Regions from separate parts of the Anas platyrhynchos genome. Here region 1 is linked to region 2. A link is a contact called in public Hi-C data. All regions are on one chromosome and are shown on one strand. The core of a region is the stretch at or near the end of the contact, and the rest is flanking DNA. Distances in the headings are between cores, read along the strand shown.

What was found. A called contact is a pair of places that touch in the nucleus more often than the background predicts.
Region 1: a Hi-C map of subcutaneous adipose tissue shows a contact between it and region 2, with 2.1 times the contacts expected there. The contact joins the enhancer-like site here to the promoter of LOC101789398 in region 2. A contact is called at or near these places in 2 of 8 Hi-C or Micro-C datasets (skeletal muscle and subcutaneous adipose tissue).

What each region holds. Positions count from the first base shown.
Region 1 is chr19:4,309,191-4,312,933 of IASCAAS_PekinDuck_T2T, forward strand. It overlaps SPAG9 (sperm associated antigen 9), which reads right to left. Exons shown (of 30, transcript XM_027471262.3): 30 at 3,336-3,743. Among named protein-coding and RNA genes, the nearest start is that of TOB1, 58 kb to the left of the region's middle. Within about 2 kb of position 1,536, at least 6 of the 8 cell types and tissues checked have an H3K27ac peak or open chromatin away from gene starts, as enhancers often do. A contact at or near this core is called in subcutaneous adipose tissue, where this site is marked.
Region 2 is chr19:4,206,392-4,210,304 of IASCAAS_PekinDuck_T2T, forward strand. LOC101789398 (ankyrin repeat domain-containing protein 40) reads right to left here and starts at 1,447. Exons shown (of 5, transcript XM_027471717.3): 1 at 795-1,447; 2 at 87-235. The coding sequence starts at 937.

The sequences.
Region 1 (3,743 bases), core at 286-2,785, 100 kb after region 2:
AAAACCCAGGAGAGCACTTTTGGTAGGGAGCACCCACACAGTGCTTATTTGCAAGCTGAGTCAACCCGGCTGTAATGGTTTTGTGGATGCCACCCAACTCACCTCTCTCTTATCCCGGGGATTTTCATTATCTTTTGGGCAATTTTGACAAGAATTCAATTTTCCCTGCCCACACACGCATCCTGCTGTTCTCTCATTGAGCACATCAATTAGCAGCCAAAAATCTCCTCAGCGCCGTGTTTCTCTGGCATTCAGCTGTAAACACCCTTCCCCACATGATTACCCACCCAAAGTGGTGCCAGCCTTCCCTGGGCATGGCCCTGAGGCCTACAGCCCAGTGAACCCAGGGTCTCCAGGATTCAAGGCAGCCCATGAAGAGGCAGAGCCAAATCCTCCCTGGTTCTAGGCTTTGAGGAGGCTGGCTGGGCCTTCTCACTTGACCCCAGTTCTTGTCATCCCTCAAGGTCTCTCTGCCATCCCAGGGAGATAAACCATGACCTGAAGCAAGCAGTGGCAGCACCACATGAAGCCCCCACCTCCACACAGCCCCCCAGCCCCCAGGGTACCACAATGATTAGAAGTTGGTGCTCTCAAAAACCCACACAGGGCCACCGCACCAGCACCCAAAGAGAGCCACAGTTCACACACACCACACTCATCCCCATGTACCCTCTGCTCCCAGCTGGGTGAAGAGGCTGCTGGCCACCACAGCACTGGTCCAGACACAGGCAGGCAGTGGTGGCAGCCCCGTCCCCACCAACACGAAGGGAGAGAGGGAGGTTAAAACCCCATCCCCAGCTCTGGTGGCCCCAGAGGGAGGTTTAAACCCCAGCTCTGGTGGCCCTGTGGCCACTCAGACACAGCACTCCCAGTGCCGGCCCCTCTGCACCAAGGTGGAAGTGAAAAGCAGATGTGGAATCCAGGACGGTTTCCAACTTTTTTTTTTTTCCTCCTCCTTATTTAAGCCCCAGCCCTGAGCCATTAACAAAGCAGAAGCCGCCGGGCACAAACATCTCGTGCAGAGAGGGCAGCAGCAGGGGAAGGCAGCAGTCCTTCCCTTGGCCACAGAAGCCACCTGCAAGCCCAAAAGCCTTGGGGCTGTGGGGTGGAGGAGGGCTGTGGTGCTTCTGTTCTTGAAGAGAGGCAAGAGGAGCACCTCCTAATTAAGCCGGGCTCATGCTCCCATAATCTTTAAAATAGGAGAAGCGTTTTTATTCCATGCCCCAGCTGCAAGGGGCTGAAGAGGTCCCAGCACAGGGGCTCCACACCACAGATCGGCCGCACCCAAGGCAGAGAAATCCCCACAACACAACTTAACCACAACCAAGGGGAAGGCAAGGGCAAGCAATTTTCTGAACCCTTTGATGATCAAACACCCCAATTCTCCTTTTCTTTGTTCGACCGCTGACACAAGATCTCCACCTTCTTAGAGGAAACCCAAAACTTGCATGTTGGCAGGCAGAAGAGCCGTACCCCAGCACAATGACTTCTCCTCCAGGTCTGCAAGGAGCCTTTGAATTCTTAGAGCACCACCTTGTGTTTAAACACAACACAGGCAGTCCTGAGGGTTCTCATCCCACCTACAGGCACAAGCAGCTAACAGTCCACATCACACCACTCTCTACAAAAGTGTTTTGAAAAGCAAGGAAGCGATTCTTTTCAGAATTAGGTTTGTCACTTCAATGTCTTTTAAAGAAGTTAATTGTAACCAGGCAAGATTGCTACAAGTCCTGAATCTGGAGCACAGTCCAAGGCCAAAAAGCCCCCTTCATTCTTCTGCAGAAGACTTGAAGGGGCACTCCTGCCTCAGAGATGATCATAAAGTTAAGTAACGTTCACAGACTGTATTGCTCAAACAGCTTTCAAACACATTACAGGATGGTGAAAGGGAAGTGATGGCAAAAAGAATGCCTCATTTTGGTTTAACATCCCATTGCAGAAAAAAAAGGAAATTCACTCTTTCAGTAAGCCTGAGGTTTAATTTCCAGCAAAGAACTTTCCAATAAATAAAAAACACATTCAGGCAAACATTTTCACTTCTTTTGATTATTAACATTTTACATACTGTGATTTGAAGTTGGCTGCTTCTTCTTATAGGAGAAAGACCACTGAGATTTTTAAAAATCTGCTACAGAAGCTGTGTTTTTCCTGTTACCATCATGTTCATTGGTGAATAGCTGGGGCATTTATCACAGCTTAAAACTTCAGTTTCCACATATCATTTGATAGAATTGTAAACTATGGTGCTATAGGCACTTTTTAAATGAAAAATCTGAAGAATCAAACTACTTATCCACATGCACAGCAGGGCTAGGAGAAGAAAGCTTAAACATTTCCCCAGTAAAGATTTTTCTTGATGCTTCTTCATATTTAATACACACACTCTTATGAGCACAGTGCACTGACATGCATGTGAACAGACACATCCTGAGAGTAAACACTGAGGGAAATGTCAGTACATCTGTTCTGGAAAGGCAACAAGGCAAAGATCTTGCAAGAAAATTCCAGTAAACGATCAAAAAGAATCTGTGTATGTTAATACAAGGTCTTTGCATCCTAGAGGTAATCAAAAGCAACTTTACATAGGCTCTTCAATATGGTTTGAGAGAAGCAAGAGTACATCAGCACACACAGGCAGGGGGAACAGGCAAGGCAGCAACATGCCACCAGCACACAAGGGGAAAAAATGTTGTTGCACAAGGAGGGCGCCACCAGAACCACATTATAACAAAGGTTAACCAAATATTTTCAGTGGCATGGCCAGTTCTTACAGACTCAAGATAAAGTGCTGGGACAAATGGGGGTAGAACGTGGCAGATAACCCAGGAAACAACTGAAAACCTGGTTCTAGCCAAGAGCTTTGCTTCTGCAGGAGAAATCGGTCACCCAGCCCTCATTCTTCTGCCTTGTAAATATATCATTTCCTGTGCTGTGCAGTAACTAACCAACGTGCTTTCGGGCTTAAATGAATTAAGCCAGTTCTTTTGTAAGGTGCTAAGAAATTTGGAAAATAAATTCCAGTGTCAGGGGCTACCTCACCTGAGCTGCAGTTCAGTGGTTATCCATCCTCTAGTCTTAATCTATGAATCAGCAGGTTTGTAGGCTATACAAGAGATGAAGACAGCATTTAGGATCCAGTCAGTGTATGCAGTTTTTCTTCAGAGCTTTTTGCTTAGGTCCAGTATGAGATACCAAGATTAGAGCAGTTGTGGGACGACTCAAATAGATTACCCGTATTTATGACAGCAATATTTAGCTGCTAGTATGATGCCTTCTGGTAGCATCAGAAGCTTTTGAACTTAACACAAGACCACAAAGAAAACACCAATCAGATGCATGTTTCATATACATATTTATATATATTTCATGTACAAAGTTACATTCTGAACCCCATGGATTCAATAATAGAAATAAATACTGAAATAACTACACTGCTATATGAGCTTTTCTGCTCACAGAAGCCTCAAGTTTTAACAGACAGCAAGTTTAACGCTGTAGTATCCATCTTGGATTACAGAGGCAAGTAAAATTCAGCGTAAAGTGTCCAACAGACAAAACTTTCAAAAATTACAGACCATAAAATGTTTAAAATATGTTTAAAAGATTGAGAAATGTGCATCAACAAAATTAATAAAGGAAACTTAATCTTGTTAGAGGGCGGGAGAGACATTTAGTGTATAGAAAAATGCTTTGAGGTGCAACATAGGTTGTTACAATATGGCATAACCCTGTTAGAAAAAAAC
Region 2 (3,913 bases), core at 197-2,696:
TAGTCCTACCCAAAGTTTTGCCAGTCTACTGATCTGGGTGAAAGAAGACCACAAATTCTAGAGTGCTTTTAAGACAGGAACAGTACCTCCCAAAATCTTGCGGATGTCTGGTTTCGAAGTTAACTGTGCAGCCAGCTCCCCGGTGGCCGTGAGGATCTGCTTGTCCGCGCCAGCAGCCAGCAGGCAAGCCACCACCTGGGCATGGTTCCGCTTGCAGGCCCAGTGCAGGCACGTCCTGGGGGAAGGAAACAGAGGGGTTGTGCTCTGATCTATCCTGAATCCTCCTGGCTGCCAGTCAACGATTCACCTGGGTTGCATGCAGGACACCTGGGAATAAAGTTTCCTTCATTGCATCACATTTTATCTTTGAAGTTAACAGTTGTGTTCCAAGTTCTCGGGGCAAGGCTGAGGGTGAGCTGTGCTGGTGAAGCCCAAGGAGAGGTCCCAGCACAAACAGGTGGCGGCTGCAGGTGGAAGGAGGACAGGCTCCCTTCATTATGATCCTCTTTAGCCGTAAACCCCAAAGCCTTCTGAGGTTAGCATTTTTCAGTAAACCGCAAAACCACTGCGTCCTCGAAGCAGCAATGGCTGGGGTGAAGCGACATCAACGCAGGGTGCCCAGACTGACGTTGGAAACCCCAGAGCCGACATCATCCAAAACCCCTGCCCGAGGCACGGGCAGCAGCGGCCTCCCCACCGCGGGCCGAGGGCTACCGAGGAGCCGCGGCCGCCTCCACCCCCGGCCCGGGGAGCCGGGTCCCCCCCGCAGCCCCTCGCTCCCCGCCGCCCCTCACCAGCCGTCGACTTCATTCTGGGAGTTGGGGTCCACGCCGAGCCCCAGCAGCCTCCGCACCTCCTCGGCGTCCCCCAGCGCCGCCGCCTCCCGCAGCCGCTCCTGCAGCTCCCTCTCCTCCGAGGCGCTGCTCAGCGCCGCCATCCCGGGGCTGCGGGGCCGCTACCCGGAGCCCCGGCCCCGGGCCGCCGCCGCGGGCTCCCTCACGGCCGCCGCCATCTTGTGCCCAGGGGCAGCGGGCGGTGGCGGCGGCCCGGGGCCGGGCTCCCCTCGCCTTTCCTCACGGTTTTCTCCCGACTTGTTCGCCTCGGAAGGGAACGGAGGAACGGAGCGGCCCCTGTAGGGTGGAAACACCCCGCTGCCTGCGCCGGTTCTCCGGCCTTGCGCCTGCCCTCCAGCCATGGGGCTGGGGCTTGGGCTCAGCAGCCCCCGGTGGAGAGCGCAGCCCCGCAGCTCCCGTGGGCACCCCCTGATAATTCCCAGCCCGTGTGCCTCTGGGTACAATTAAAGCACTAATTAAATCACTGCAGCGTGGGCTGGGGCGTTCGTCAATTCCAGGGTTTCTATTTTGGCATCAGTGCCTGTCACCAATGAGAAATTTGCGCTAAGGTGATTTTTTAATTATTTTTCATTGCTTCTCTTTTTCAGCACTTATTTGTCACATTATTTTGAACCCACCACTTCATTTAGGACCTGTGTTGCAGACACGTTGGACAGCCGTGTTCCTGCTATGATAGAGGCAATAACACGCAGAGCAGGCCTGCAGCATTTACCACCCAAACCGCTCCCAAGCGGTTACCACCATAAATGAAGCTTCAAAACACAGAAGTAGAGGAGCGAACTTCACTGCAATCAGTCGGGAGAGGCTGAGGCCCACTGAATGTAGACTTTTCTACTTCTTGTGGTGGTTTTACCATGTTTTAACATCCCAGCCAGACCCAGTACACTTCTAAACATGAACACCATTTTGGGCATCCCTCCTCAGCCGAGGCTGTGGGGTACGCGGGTGCTCAGCGTCCCTGTGCAGCCCCAGTGTTCAGCAGCAAAGGCGACGTTTTTAAATAGCACGACAAAGGTCACACCGTGACTCAGAGGCATTTGTTTTAAACCAGATCACATGCCTTTGATCTCATGCAACGGACTGCAACAGGCTTAGCAAAAATTGTGCTTGGCTTGTACAGAAAGACACAACCAACTGTATGAACAACAGCTTGGCTTAGAGAATGGTTTGCAAACAAGACTTCTCCTCTTCTGTTAATGTTTAGTGACAACTGCAAATACGGACCTCAGGGACCTGGAGTCCAGCCTTCACCTGGACACTTGTCACCTAGATTTTTTATTATTATTATTATTATTATTATTATTATTATTATTATTATTATTATTATTATTATTATTATTATTATTATTATTATTAAACTTTCTTTTTCAATAAAAGCTGTCTTAAATGATCCCACTTCTCAGCCCAGGTCAGCACCCATGACCACATTTGCCTGTCTTTAGCAATCATGGCATGCAGCTGTGAAACTCAAACACAGCACACACAAATGTGAACAAGTGACCATATCTTATAGGAAGCAAGAATACTCTACCACACCACGACAGCTTTAAGCAATCCCAACTTATTAAACCTGGAAAAAATACAATAGGATAAAGGGGCAAAATAGCCTCTTCCAAGGCCTCTTCCAAAGTGGTACATGACCTCAGACCAACGGGGGAAATCTATTCAAGCAAAGAGAGCAAGATGAGGCCTAGAAAAATTAACCCCTATCGTAGACCACGGGTAAAACTGCTCTGTGCCACTAGGTGTCAGAGTGGAACAGCAAGAAGGGCCCGAAGTGTAGATCTGCACTTCTCTCTGTGGTTGTAAAACGCCTTTAAATTTTCCCCAGCACATCCATAGTGTCTCCATACAGCTTTGATCCTGCAGATTTCAAAACTCTGCACAGTGCAAAGGGGCGTTATGCAATGTTGTAACAAGGGAAGGGAAGCCCCGCTCAATGAGCGGATTTGTTTAGGGTTATGGGGCTTTTCTTTTTGCTTGAGCTCCTCTCCCAAGGCCGCCACCAGGGCTTTTAAGGACTCGAAGGCGATGCACGGGGACAGGCTCTCTCACGCTCTCCGGGGATGAGTATCCTACTCTCCAGTGTTTGTGCCAAGCCCTGTTAAATGCAGCTCGGGTTCACCACTGCTTAGTTACACAATGTACTTCTCCCTGGAGTCATAAGATTTCCTCTCGCAAGAAAGACTGTGTGGAGAGGATTAGCAGCGAGCATGCTTGACTCTAGCCGCCATTGCCTGTCCTGCCTGTGCCTTGCGCCCTGGAGCCTCAGCCCAAACTCACATGTGTTACCCCATTTATTGGCACTAGCATGCACATACCAGAAACACGACAAGCCGAGAGCATGCTCTTTCCTTGCTCCTTCCCTCCCCTTTACCATATGGCAGCCGTTTTTGTGCCCATGCCTGGCAAGCCCCCATTCACACCTGTACATGTATTTCCGTACTGTGGGCAGCAGGGTCTGTGCGGGCTGCAGGGTGCTGGCCGTCTTCTTTGGATGCTGCTGGGATCTGCACCCTGTGCTGTGCTGCCAGCCCAAAAGCTAGCAGTCAGTGTGCCTCCGAAATGTGCCTCCTAAAGTCCCTGGACTTCAGCGGAAACACCGAGCTGCTGCTCTGAGCCACAGGAAGAGTGTGTGGGGGGGAGACAAAATAAGTGATATTTGGGTTTTTGTGATTTACAGGTGCTCAGCACTCCCTGTGCATTCACCACCCGAGGGGCATCTGTATCCACCAGCCGTGGGTGAAGTCTGGGTGGACTGTGGGCAGCAGTGGGAGTGCTGGAACTTGAAAGGCAGCGCCAAGCAGCGCTCAATGTCCCGTGCTTTGACATCCTGCTGCTGCGTGGAGTAACCACAAGGGACATGTCTGCGTAGCGTCGGGCCATTCTTTGTCCTTGGAACAAGCTTTCCAGATTCTGTTGGCTTAGTTTTAATTTCTGCCTTTTTGCAAGCTTCTGGGACCCGACTTCTGTATTGGCTCTTTTCTCCTTTTTTGGAGAAACCACGGTCTGTCCGTTAGGCCTGTGCCCCTCTTTTTGTTTTAAGGCTTGAAAAGTTT